Regions from separate parts of the Hordeum vulgare genome. Here region 1 is linked to region 2. The links are chromatin contacts, called in public Hi-C maps. All regions are on one chromosome and are shown on one strand. Each heading gives the region's core, a stretch centred on a gene start, on an enhancer-like site or on the middle of the called end of the contact. The rest is flanking DNA. Distances are from core to core; before and after follow the strand shown.

Evidence for each region. A called contact is a pair of places that touch in the nucleus more often than the background predicts.
Region 1: a contact with region 2 is called in a Hi-C map of seedling, with 1.6 times the contacts expected there. The contact joins the enhancer-like site here to the promoter of LOC123444697 in region 2. A contact is called at or near these places in 2 of 6 Hi-C or Micro-C datasets (leaf and seedling).

What each region holds. Positions count from the first base shown.
Region 1 is chr1H:453,682,480-453,687,564 of MorexV3_pseudomolecules_assembly, forward strand. No RefSeq gene overlaps it. Among protein-coding and RNA genes, the nearest start is that of LOC123414009, 30 kb to the left of the region's middle. Within about 2 kb of position 3,577, at least 3 of the 3 cell types and tissues checked have open chromatin away from gene starts, as enhancers often do. A contact at or near this core is called in leaf and seedling, where this site is marked.
Region 2 is chr1H:453,811,899-453,816,893 of MorexV3_pseudomolecules_assembly, forward strand. LOC123444697 (expansin-A4) reads left to right here and starts at 1,563. Exons shown (of 3, transcript XM_045121509.1): 1 at 1,563-1,989; 2 at 2,092-2,404; 3 at 2,740-3,499. The coding sequence starts at 1,851. The coding sequence ends at 3,043.

The DNA of each region.
Region 1 (5,085 bases), core at 2,327-4,826, 130 kb before region 2:
AGAATTGCCCAAAACTTTTCGGTGACCAAATGAAACCATCATATATATATAAATATTCATTTCCGTACCATTCCGGAAACCCTCGTGACGTCCGTGATCTCATCCGGGACTCCGAACAACATTCGGTAACCACACATATAACTCAACTATACTAAAACATCATCGAACCTTAAGTGTGCAGACCCTGCGGGTTCGAGAACTATGTAGACATGACCCGATACACTCCTTGGTCAATATCCAATAGCGGGACCTGGATGCCCATATTGGATCCTACATATTCTCCGAAGATCTTATCGGTTGAACCTCAGTGTCAAGGATTCATATAATCCCGTACGTCATTCCCTTTGTCCTTCGGTATGTTACTTGCCCGAGATTCGATCGTCGGTATCCGCATACCTATTTCAATCTCGTTACCGGCAAGTCTCTTTACTCGTTCCATAATACAAGATCCCGTGACTTTCACTCAGTCACATTGCTTGCAAGGCTTGTGTGTGATGTTGTATTACCGAGTGGGCCCCGAGATACCTCTCCGTGACACAGAGTGACAAATCCTAGTCTTGATCCATACTAACTCAACGGACACCTTTGGAGATACCTGTAGAGCACCTTTATAGTCACCCAGTTACGTTGCGACGTTTGATGCACACAAGGTATTCCTCCGGTGCAAGTGAGTTATATGATCTCATGGTCATAGGAATAAATACTTGACACGTAGAAAACAATAGCAATAAAACGACACGATCAATATGCTACGTTCATAGTTTGGGTCTTGTCCATCACATGATTCTCCTAATGATGTGATCCCGTTATCAAGTGACAACACTTGTCTATGGTTAGGAAACCTTGACCATCTTTGATCAACGAGCTAGTCAACTAGAGCCTTACTAGGGACAGTGTTTTGTCTATGTATCCACACATGTATTTGAGTTTCCAATCAATACAATTATAGCATGGATAATAACCAATTTATTATTGCCTCCATGGCGTATTTCCAACACTTCGTCCCAAAATAAGTAGCTAAAAATGACTCAACTTTCTTTTAACTTTAGTACAAAGTTGAGTCACTTATTTTGGGATGGAGGGAGTACTTTTTAAACCAGCATGAATTGCATAATACATTTTCTAGCTCCACTAAGTTAAATCCACTTTCTAGTATGAATTTATATTCTCTCTTAGCTCTTTTGGAGAATGTATAGATTTCTCACCATCTTCCTTGATAGAAATGCTATTCTTTCTATTCCTTTCATTTGCATTTTTATGGGAATAAACAGTGTTTCTGTAGCAGACCTCCTCTTTTCTGCCAATAGAACTCTTCCATCTCATAAATTTGGATAAACTGAGCTTTCCATTCATATCTTAGCCTCCATTCATTAGAATTTTGCTCTATAGTTTCAGCTTTGCTATCAATGACACACTCACAGTAAATAGATTGGATTTACTTTTTCTATTATCAGTAGCATCATTTGCCTTTCACCCTCTCAAGAACTCCTTGAAGCCCTAAGGCACTTGTTGCCAATGTTATTAAATAAATATTGCCGTGTATGCTTGTTTTTTTATTGTGAAAATTCTATAGCCGTAGGATTTGTTAGTTTGATCCAGTAACATTCATCGGATCACGACATGAGAGTCTCTCTTGTATGCGGCATGCATTAGTTGCGCTTTAGGTAGATTTAAAATCCCATCACATGTAATTGGGATATGTTATACCTTTGTTTTAAGATTTATGTTCTCTATTTCTGTATCGTGTTTTCACATTTGTTTTTCTTTGATATATACATGAGGACCTCTCAACAATGCAACACGCATTAGTGTCGCCAAATTTAATTATATTTCATTTTTTTAACTTTTGCAGAAAAGAAGAAATCTATTATAAAAGTTCATTAAAAATACAAAACATCTCAAACATCATAAAAAATAGAGATTCCAAGTCCACCACTAGTACTGTTAACGAGCCGCCCACGGCCGCTCCCCTACCATAACATTCTACTCTATATGTTAAAATGAACTTGTTCAACAGCAATCGCGCGAGGTTTCTTGATGTTAGAGCATGTACAGCAGGATCCCTCAAATCCTTCTCGAACACCCATGCAGGTCGTCCGTTTACTGCCCGGTCTTGAAATTGCGACCCAGACGGGCCTCCTAAACTGGCCTCAGACGTTCGGATTGACCGGCACTCCCATTTCCAGCCCAAATATGGGGCGGATATTGGGGGAGCCTGGGCACGCCCGCCACGTCAGCCTGACGGCTTGGCCCCATGCGAACTCGCCGGGAAACCTGATGGTCCGACGGGCGCCTTGATCGTTGACGCGGTGTGAACGCCGCGTGGCGCCACTACGGCTCCCCGCTCGATGCCGAGGCCGACTATTTAAGGCGGTCGGACCCCCAGCCCTAGCTCATCTGCCTCCTCCTTCTCTTCGTCGCCACCTAAGCCCGTACGCCTCCTCTCGCAGTTCCCTCTCCGTCGGGATCGTCCGGTGGCTCATCACCACCTATGCGCAGCTCACTCCGGAGCGGGGCCTGCAAATCGAGGCGGAGATGCAGTCTCGTCATGTCGCCGACATCGTTGCGTGTCTCCCTACAGACTCGTCGAAGACAGAGGAGGACGAGGGGAAGGAGGAGCAACAGCAGCAAGAGGAGGAGCAGCTGGAGGCCATGGAGGAAGACGACCCGGAGGAGAAGGCTCCCGACTTGAGCATGACGGAGGCGGAGGCGGAGTTCGTCGTCACCCAATCGAAGAAGATGGCGGAGCAGCAGGGCATCCTAGATTCCATCCGGAATGAGGCCGAGGTGGAGGCCAACTGTCGGCTCATCCGACAGAGGCAGGCGGAGGCCAACGCCATCTTCGACGAGTTGGAGGCGGAGATTGAGGCGGATGAGGCCGCAGTGGAGCAACCAGAGGCGCCGGAGGGGGCGAAGCTGCGGCAAGCGGCCATTCATTCGCCGGAGGGCATGAAGATCGTCGACATCTCTGACGAGGAGTAGATAGGTTGTACGTAGTACGTAGATTTCATATCTTGCATGTGTTTGTATGGATTTGAAGATCGTAATATGAGATGTCCGGTTGTAGAATCAATCATTTGAGACGTAACCGGTCAGTGTCAGCGAATGTGTCCGGACGTATTCGCGGACATTTGAGGATCCAGATTTGCAGGATCCGGTTATAGATGTTCTTAGTATTGGTTCCATTGGTCCAGCACTGCAAAAAGAAAAGGAGGTAAATATGGTTGAGGGAAGCCCCTGCAAGGTGTGTAAATATTACGAGGGACCCGTACTCCAATTTGGAAGGCATTGAGTATTTGAGTTGGTTGGACATCTTAACGAACCCATGTTACCGGCTAACGCAGTGACGCAGAAAGCTAGCTAGAAAACAACACGAGAACGCAGCCCGGAAAAGAAGGCCTCACATGAACGTGCCTTTCACGGCGATGCGAAAAGATCCGAGCCGGATAAAGCAGGAAAGCTCCGCGTTTACACGGCGTCTTGTGGGCGATCGACGCGGCATCGCCTCATACCAGTGCACAGTCCACATCAGCCACAGGTCAGCTGTTCATACAGGCCGGCAATCGATACGCTACCCGGGGAAGGAAGCAAGGGGCGTACGGTCGCGCTGGACGGCCTGGACCATTGCAAAGCATTACGCATAACGCATAATCCCATCCCACAGTATGGTGGCATCACATTCCCCTGTAGCACACATTATGTTGCGCAATCCAGCTTGTCATAACTCAAGGAGATACGGGGACAGTGAGGCGCACGATTGACATATACGCCCGACAGTCGAATCTGCGTAGACGCGAACGTTTGGAAAATACACATACACAGGTTTCAGATATCTGTTGCAACTTGGAAGGCGCTCTCCAAAAATAGACGCACAGTGGAAGATTGCGCATTGTTGGCATTTTAATTCACCAAAAAATTGGAGCAGTGTTGCTTCTCATGTATCTCAGGTGTTCGGGCGCCGATTCACATGCAGAAGAAAGATTGCATTGAGAAGGAAGGATGGATTATTTTATCACGGACAACAAGCAAAGAATATTCCTCGCAGTCATGAACCGTGCGTGCAGCAGCACCGGCAGCAAGATTAAGGCCAAAATCACTGTATTGATCTTATCTTTGAACTATAGCATAAAATGAACCCTGCCCGATATTTCACGATCTAAACTTTTTGACAACGTTACAGATCAAGACGTTTCTTCTTCGCATAAAAACACCGAACCCGTTTGTGTTGCTGTTCCACATGAAAACGCCGAACCTGTTCGTGTTGCTGCATCACATGAAAACGCCGGGGATTTTGACGTTACTGCCCTTGTTGCAAACACCATGTATCATGGTGTTGCTTCTCCCGACCCCTTGCTGCAAACGATCTGACCCTTCTCGCGTAGTAGAAAGCAAGCTCCCCCATTTGCCATGTCCCGCTGATACCAAAGGAGGGGGTGGACCGGATCGGCCTCCATAGCGCTGCTCCGCCGTAGGTTGGTGCAGACCGCCCACAGATCTTCGTCACCGGAAGAGCGATGATAGCTGCCGCGTCCGTAGCCATCTCTCCCGCCTCACCCATGGGTGGAAGAGATGGGGCGCCACCGCTGAGGAGGGAGGAAGGAAGGTCTCTGAGTCAAAACCAAGGGTTTAGGGTTTTGCGTGGGTGGTGTATCCACCTCACGTCTTCATATATATAGATGATCAGGGTGTTACAATTACATACGAGTCCCTGTATGTATACAAATACAATATGTAAACTAGACCCTATTTTACATGCTCCCTCAATCTGAACTACATACAAGATTCAGATTGATCCTAAATCGGTCTAGCATCTGCCGTGTAGCGGGTTTAGTAAATACATCCGCTAGCTGATCATCTGTTGAAATGAACCTGACATCCAATGCGCCTGCAACTACTCGTTCTCTCACAAAATGGAAACCAATCTCAATGTGTTTAGTCCGAGCATGGAATAGTGGATTTGCCGTCAGGTACGTAGCCCCTAAGTTATCACACCACAAAATGGGGGTGCACTGCCGTGAAACTCCAAGTTCCCTGAGAACTGTGTCTATCCAAATGGCTTCGGCAGCTCCATTGGCCAACGCCTTA
Region 2 (4,995 bases), core at 313-2,812:
GAGGGATGCCAACCAACGGGGTGGCTGGTCAGTGACGGACGGGGGAGTAGCCGGCCGGAAGGCCCGGGCGGCCATGTGCAACTAACATGGCGTGGGGCCTGACTCCGGCGGCAAGGCGCTGGCCTCGGGAACCGTTGCTTTCTGAAACTGATGGCCGTGCAGAGCAGGTGACACCGGCGACGCGCGGCGGTGCCATGTTAGCCTTTGCAGGCGAGGCGAGTAGGCGACGATGCAAGGGTCAGCACAGAAAATTTCCAAGAATCGTTTCGCCCATGGATGAAAAATTAGAAAACACGAGAGGCTCCGCCATGCATGCATGCATGAGCAGGGTAGCATGCAAAGGCCTGTCTGAAAGCTGTTGTTGGATTTACGTGCACTGTTCAGGCCTCGCTCTCGCCCATGCAGGGCCGAGCCATGTTACGTGTCCGTCCCGTTCACGTGAGCGACTGAGCATGTGAGTAGTCACCAACTCACCATGTGCGCTCCAGGCCCAGGAGCCCACCGGAAAGTCTTGCCTGTTCAAACCTTAATTGAGCATCAACCTTAAAGCGTGCGCTAATCATTGCAGCCGGTAGTGTGCTGGTAACTTGCTAATCGCTGGACCATGCGTGCGTGCGTGCGTGCATGGATGCATGATTCCCTTCGTGTGGGTGGCACGTACTACGTTGGTTCATTCGCTTACATATCCGTCATGCATTGGGAGCAGCTTCATGTGCTGATGCGCGTTGCGCCCCGACAAATCCACGCTTTCCTTTTTGTATCCGATGGTCCAGCGTACTCTCCGGCAGGACCAAGTAAGTAACCCAAGATTAGCAGTACGCTTGGAAGAGTGTAAACCAGGTTTGGCTGGCCGACCCTGAGCCCAGCTATCATATCAGTAAACCTTCACTCACTCCAATGTGCAAATGTAGGAGTAGTAAGAAAGGATGTAACTGAAATCGCCTAATTACTCCTTGTCAGCTTCCCACTGCAACAACCCGTTCACCGAACGGGCCAACACATGCAGCGTTCCTGGACCATGCATGCAGTCAAGTTGGGCAAGGTCGGCATGCACTTGCGCCGTTACACGCCGATCATGAGTGAGTATCTAGTAGCAGACACACCCCATGCCGCGCGGCCGAGCACCATGACTCGGAACATGACCGGATTCCCCTCCCTTGCCTCCCTCCGGCGGTCCGGCCCTGGCACACACGGCCATGCATGCCATGCATGGTGATGGTGGACACATCTGCTCGACCGCCTTGCCGCCCATGAGTTCCACGGAGTTAAGGCACGCTCTGCATGCATGCTCTGCATCCATGGCCTCTTTCACGGCCGAGTCCTGGTCCTAGCTAGGCTCAGCTCAGCAGCCGGTGAGAGGCATGTGGAGGGTAGGGCGCCCCCGGACCCCACGGCGACTCGCACCACAAGTCACACACGCGCTCGGCCGGGCAAGCGGTTGGTGCCCGTTACGTACGCCGCGCCCGATGCCGAGGACACTCGCATGTGCGCCTGATTTGTATGTATTAACTGCCGCGCGCCTCCGTGGCCGTGGTCACCCCGCACGTCAGAGCCGGCCTTCAATCTACTCCTCATTTCCTTCTTCTCCTTCTCCTTCTTCTCTTTCTCACTCACCAAATCTAGAAGAAGTGTTGATAACCTGCACGGCCCCGATCGAGCTTGCAATTGCAACCCAACCGCCACCGGCACTGAGCTTTACTTTGGCTATAAATACCCCGGCTGGGAGGAAGTAGCTCCTCACTGCCAACCAGCCATTTCGAGTCTAGCTAGCTAGCTTTAGACACCATATCCCTCGAAAGCTAAGCTAGCTTGCTGAGGATACAAGGAAGCTCCCTCCCTCCCTCCCAGCAATGGCCGCTGCCGGCGCTCTCTTCTTCGTCTTCTCCTCCTTGTGCCTCCTCGCACGACAGGCCGCGGCCGGCGGCTACGGCGGGTGGCAGAGCGCCCATGCCACCTTCTACGGCGGCGGCGACGCCTCCGGCACGATGGGTGAGTCCCCGGCAGCCAGCTGCAGCTGCTAGCTGAACTCAATGTGTCAACGCCTGTCACACACACAGACGCTCACGCTGTTCGTTGGGTTTTTGCATGCAGGCGGGGCGTGCGGGTACGGTAACCTGTACAGCACTGGGTACGGCACGAACACGGCGGCGCTGAGCACGGCGCTGTTCAACGACGGCGCGGCGTGCGGGTCGTGCTACGAGCTGCGCTGCGACAACGCCGGCAGCTCGTGCCGGCCGGGGTCCATCATGGTGACCGCCACCAACTTCTGCCCGCCCAACTACGGCCTCCCCAGCGACGACGGCGGCTGGTGCAACCCGCCGCGCCCCCACTTCGACATGGCCGAGCCGGCCTTCCTCCACATCGCGCAGTACCGCGCCGGCATCGTACCCGTCTCCTACAGAAGGTGAGAACAGAGCTTTTATTTTTTTTTACCGTACCCGTGTTATCGTGCACTCCAAACCGATGGATTGATTGACCGGGCACGAGCGGCGTCGGTCGGCTTGAAGAATGAAGATACGCCGGGGACCGCGGTCGGTTCGGTCCATAAGTTTCGATGGGGCCACGCTGCAGATTTGATACGGTGCACACCGATAGGCACGGCTACCACTCCACTGGAGCACTGCCGCCTACAGTGCAGCGCATGTGCTGTGCCGTGCCTTTTAATGTCGCAACTTCACTCTCACCGTGTGCATGTTACCTCTTCTCACTGACGCGTCGCGTGTTGAATTGATCGAGCAGGGTGCCGTGCGTGAAGAAGGGGGGCATCCGGTTCACCATCAACGGCCACTCCTACTTCAACCTGGTGCTGGTGACCAACGTGGCCGGCGCCGGCGACGCGCGCTCCGTGTCCATCAAGGGCACGCGCACCGGCTGGCAGGCCATGTCCCGCAACTGGGGCATGAACTGGCAGAGCAACACCTTCCTGGACGGCCAGTGCCTCTCCTTCAGGGTCACCTCCAGCGACGGCCGCACCGTCACCAGCAACGCCGCCGCGCCCGCCGGCTGGCAGTTCGGCCAGACCTTCGAGGGCGCCCAGTTCTAGTCCACTCCATCTCCATCTCCATCTTCTTCTTCTCCACAGGCATAAGCACTGGAGAGAAGAGACGGACTGGGCATATTTGTACTTTTGAAGAATTATTTTGGCATTCGCGTGCATGCAGTGCAGGAGGAGGAAGAAACAAAAGCCGGCCTCTTCGTTATAGTGAAGGAGGGAGGCTCCGGGCTACGCTGAGGCTGCTGATTAGCACCCGCTTAGACGTTTTCCTTCTCTCGTCTCATCAAAGTCTCGAGTTTATTGAAGACTCGAACAACCATCCATCAACTACCGTACGGACGTAGTAGCTTGGCACTCCATGAAGAAAAAGAAGAAAAGAAGTTAATAATTGCATTAGTCATCACTAGCAAAGCAGTAGTAGCACCTCTCGTGGTTGGTTTGTACTTGTACTGGGTCGTGGCCTTTGTGATGAAATTGAAGATTGCAAGGGCATATTTATGGATCGATCCATGTTGCAGCTAGCTAGCTGGCTGGCTGGCTACCCGTAGCTTACATAGAAGCCCAGCGTGGACCAGGGGACTTTCGCTGCTTGCTGGGCTGTATCTTGTCGATGGACGGACGGTCACATGGGTGGGAGACGTTTGTGGGGGCGTCCTTGTCGTGCCTTTTCTGGAGGAGAGCCACGGCCAACGTCGGTCGCCGTGCTCCGTTTCGTGTACCTACATGGTAGTAGAATAGGCTTGTGCGACGGGTCTGATGATGCGTTTGTCTTCTGTCCGTTGCGGGAGCGCCTCCGCACGCTCAAGTTTGTCGATAGCGATTGCAGGATCGATCGGCTCTCTTCCTGATATGGTTCCATGGAAACTTTCGAGATATATATGCTCCTGGTGTCGTGTAGGGGCGTTATTTTGCAGCCCACAATTGAGCGGGCAAACCGCATCCAGGGCTGGTGTGCTGGCTCTAGAGGAAAGATAGCGTACGTGATCGACCGATCGAGGACGAGAGCGTCCCATCGTATCGCAATATCACGTGGTACGTCCCTATTGCGTTTCCGGCAATTAGGATCATTGCAGACGTGCGGTACTCGTACTTGGCTGCTCGCCATTCCTTCGCTGGAACGATAATGCTCGCTCGTACAATCGGCAGGTCTAGTTTGTTTCTACCGCTGATATGACGGCAACGGTTGAGGGCTAGCTTTTGGCGGCATGAATGACTGCGCTGTCAGTTTCATGCTGGTTTCACCGTATCGACATCCCATCCTGCGACAGGGTCAGGAGACGAGGCAACTGACCCCGCGGTGTGATGTGGCGATCAACGACTAGGTAAGCGGTGGGCCGTCGTATACGTCGTCCAAGAATGGGCAGGCAACGCTCACGCAACGGACAGAAGACAACGATCCGAGCTGTAGATGCTCTAAACTCCTGGCAAAGCAGCTAATGCTCGCTCGTACAATCGGGGGAGAAGGAGATCAACCACGAACGCTTTGTGGGTCTGGATTTGTAAAATCCGTTGTAGATGCTCTAAACTATTGTCAAAGCAGATCCTCACCGTTGTTGACCTCCTGCTCATCCTTCAATGGCCGCCCGCCTATTTCATGGACCGTTCGATTTGTTCTTGAACGAAGGCACGCGTGTTCCTTCGTTGTCGTTTCTTTAAAATACGGACGCGGATGGCTTCCTCTATCGCGGCCGCCTGCGTTGCTGCAAGAGCTGCCTTCGCCGCCGCCATTTATGCCATGATACAGGCCTCGGCGATCCTTACCCTCTCCTTTCCACGGTGGATATCTCGTTCCTCGTGGGACTCAGAGTCTGCCGGATCGATGATGGGGAAGAAGAGATTTTCTGGCTGTCGGGACCGCGATGATCCAGCCATAGAGGACCCGAGCGCCCGTTGAGCCGACACTTTAGAGTCGGCTGGAGAGATTCTGCCGTCGGTCAGGCGCTCTCCTCACGGGAGCGGCGAAGTGCAATGCGGACCATCCTTGCCTTCTCCATCCCGCA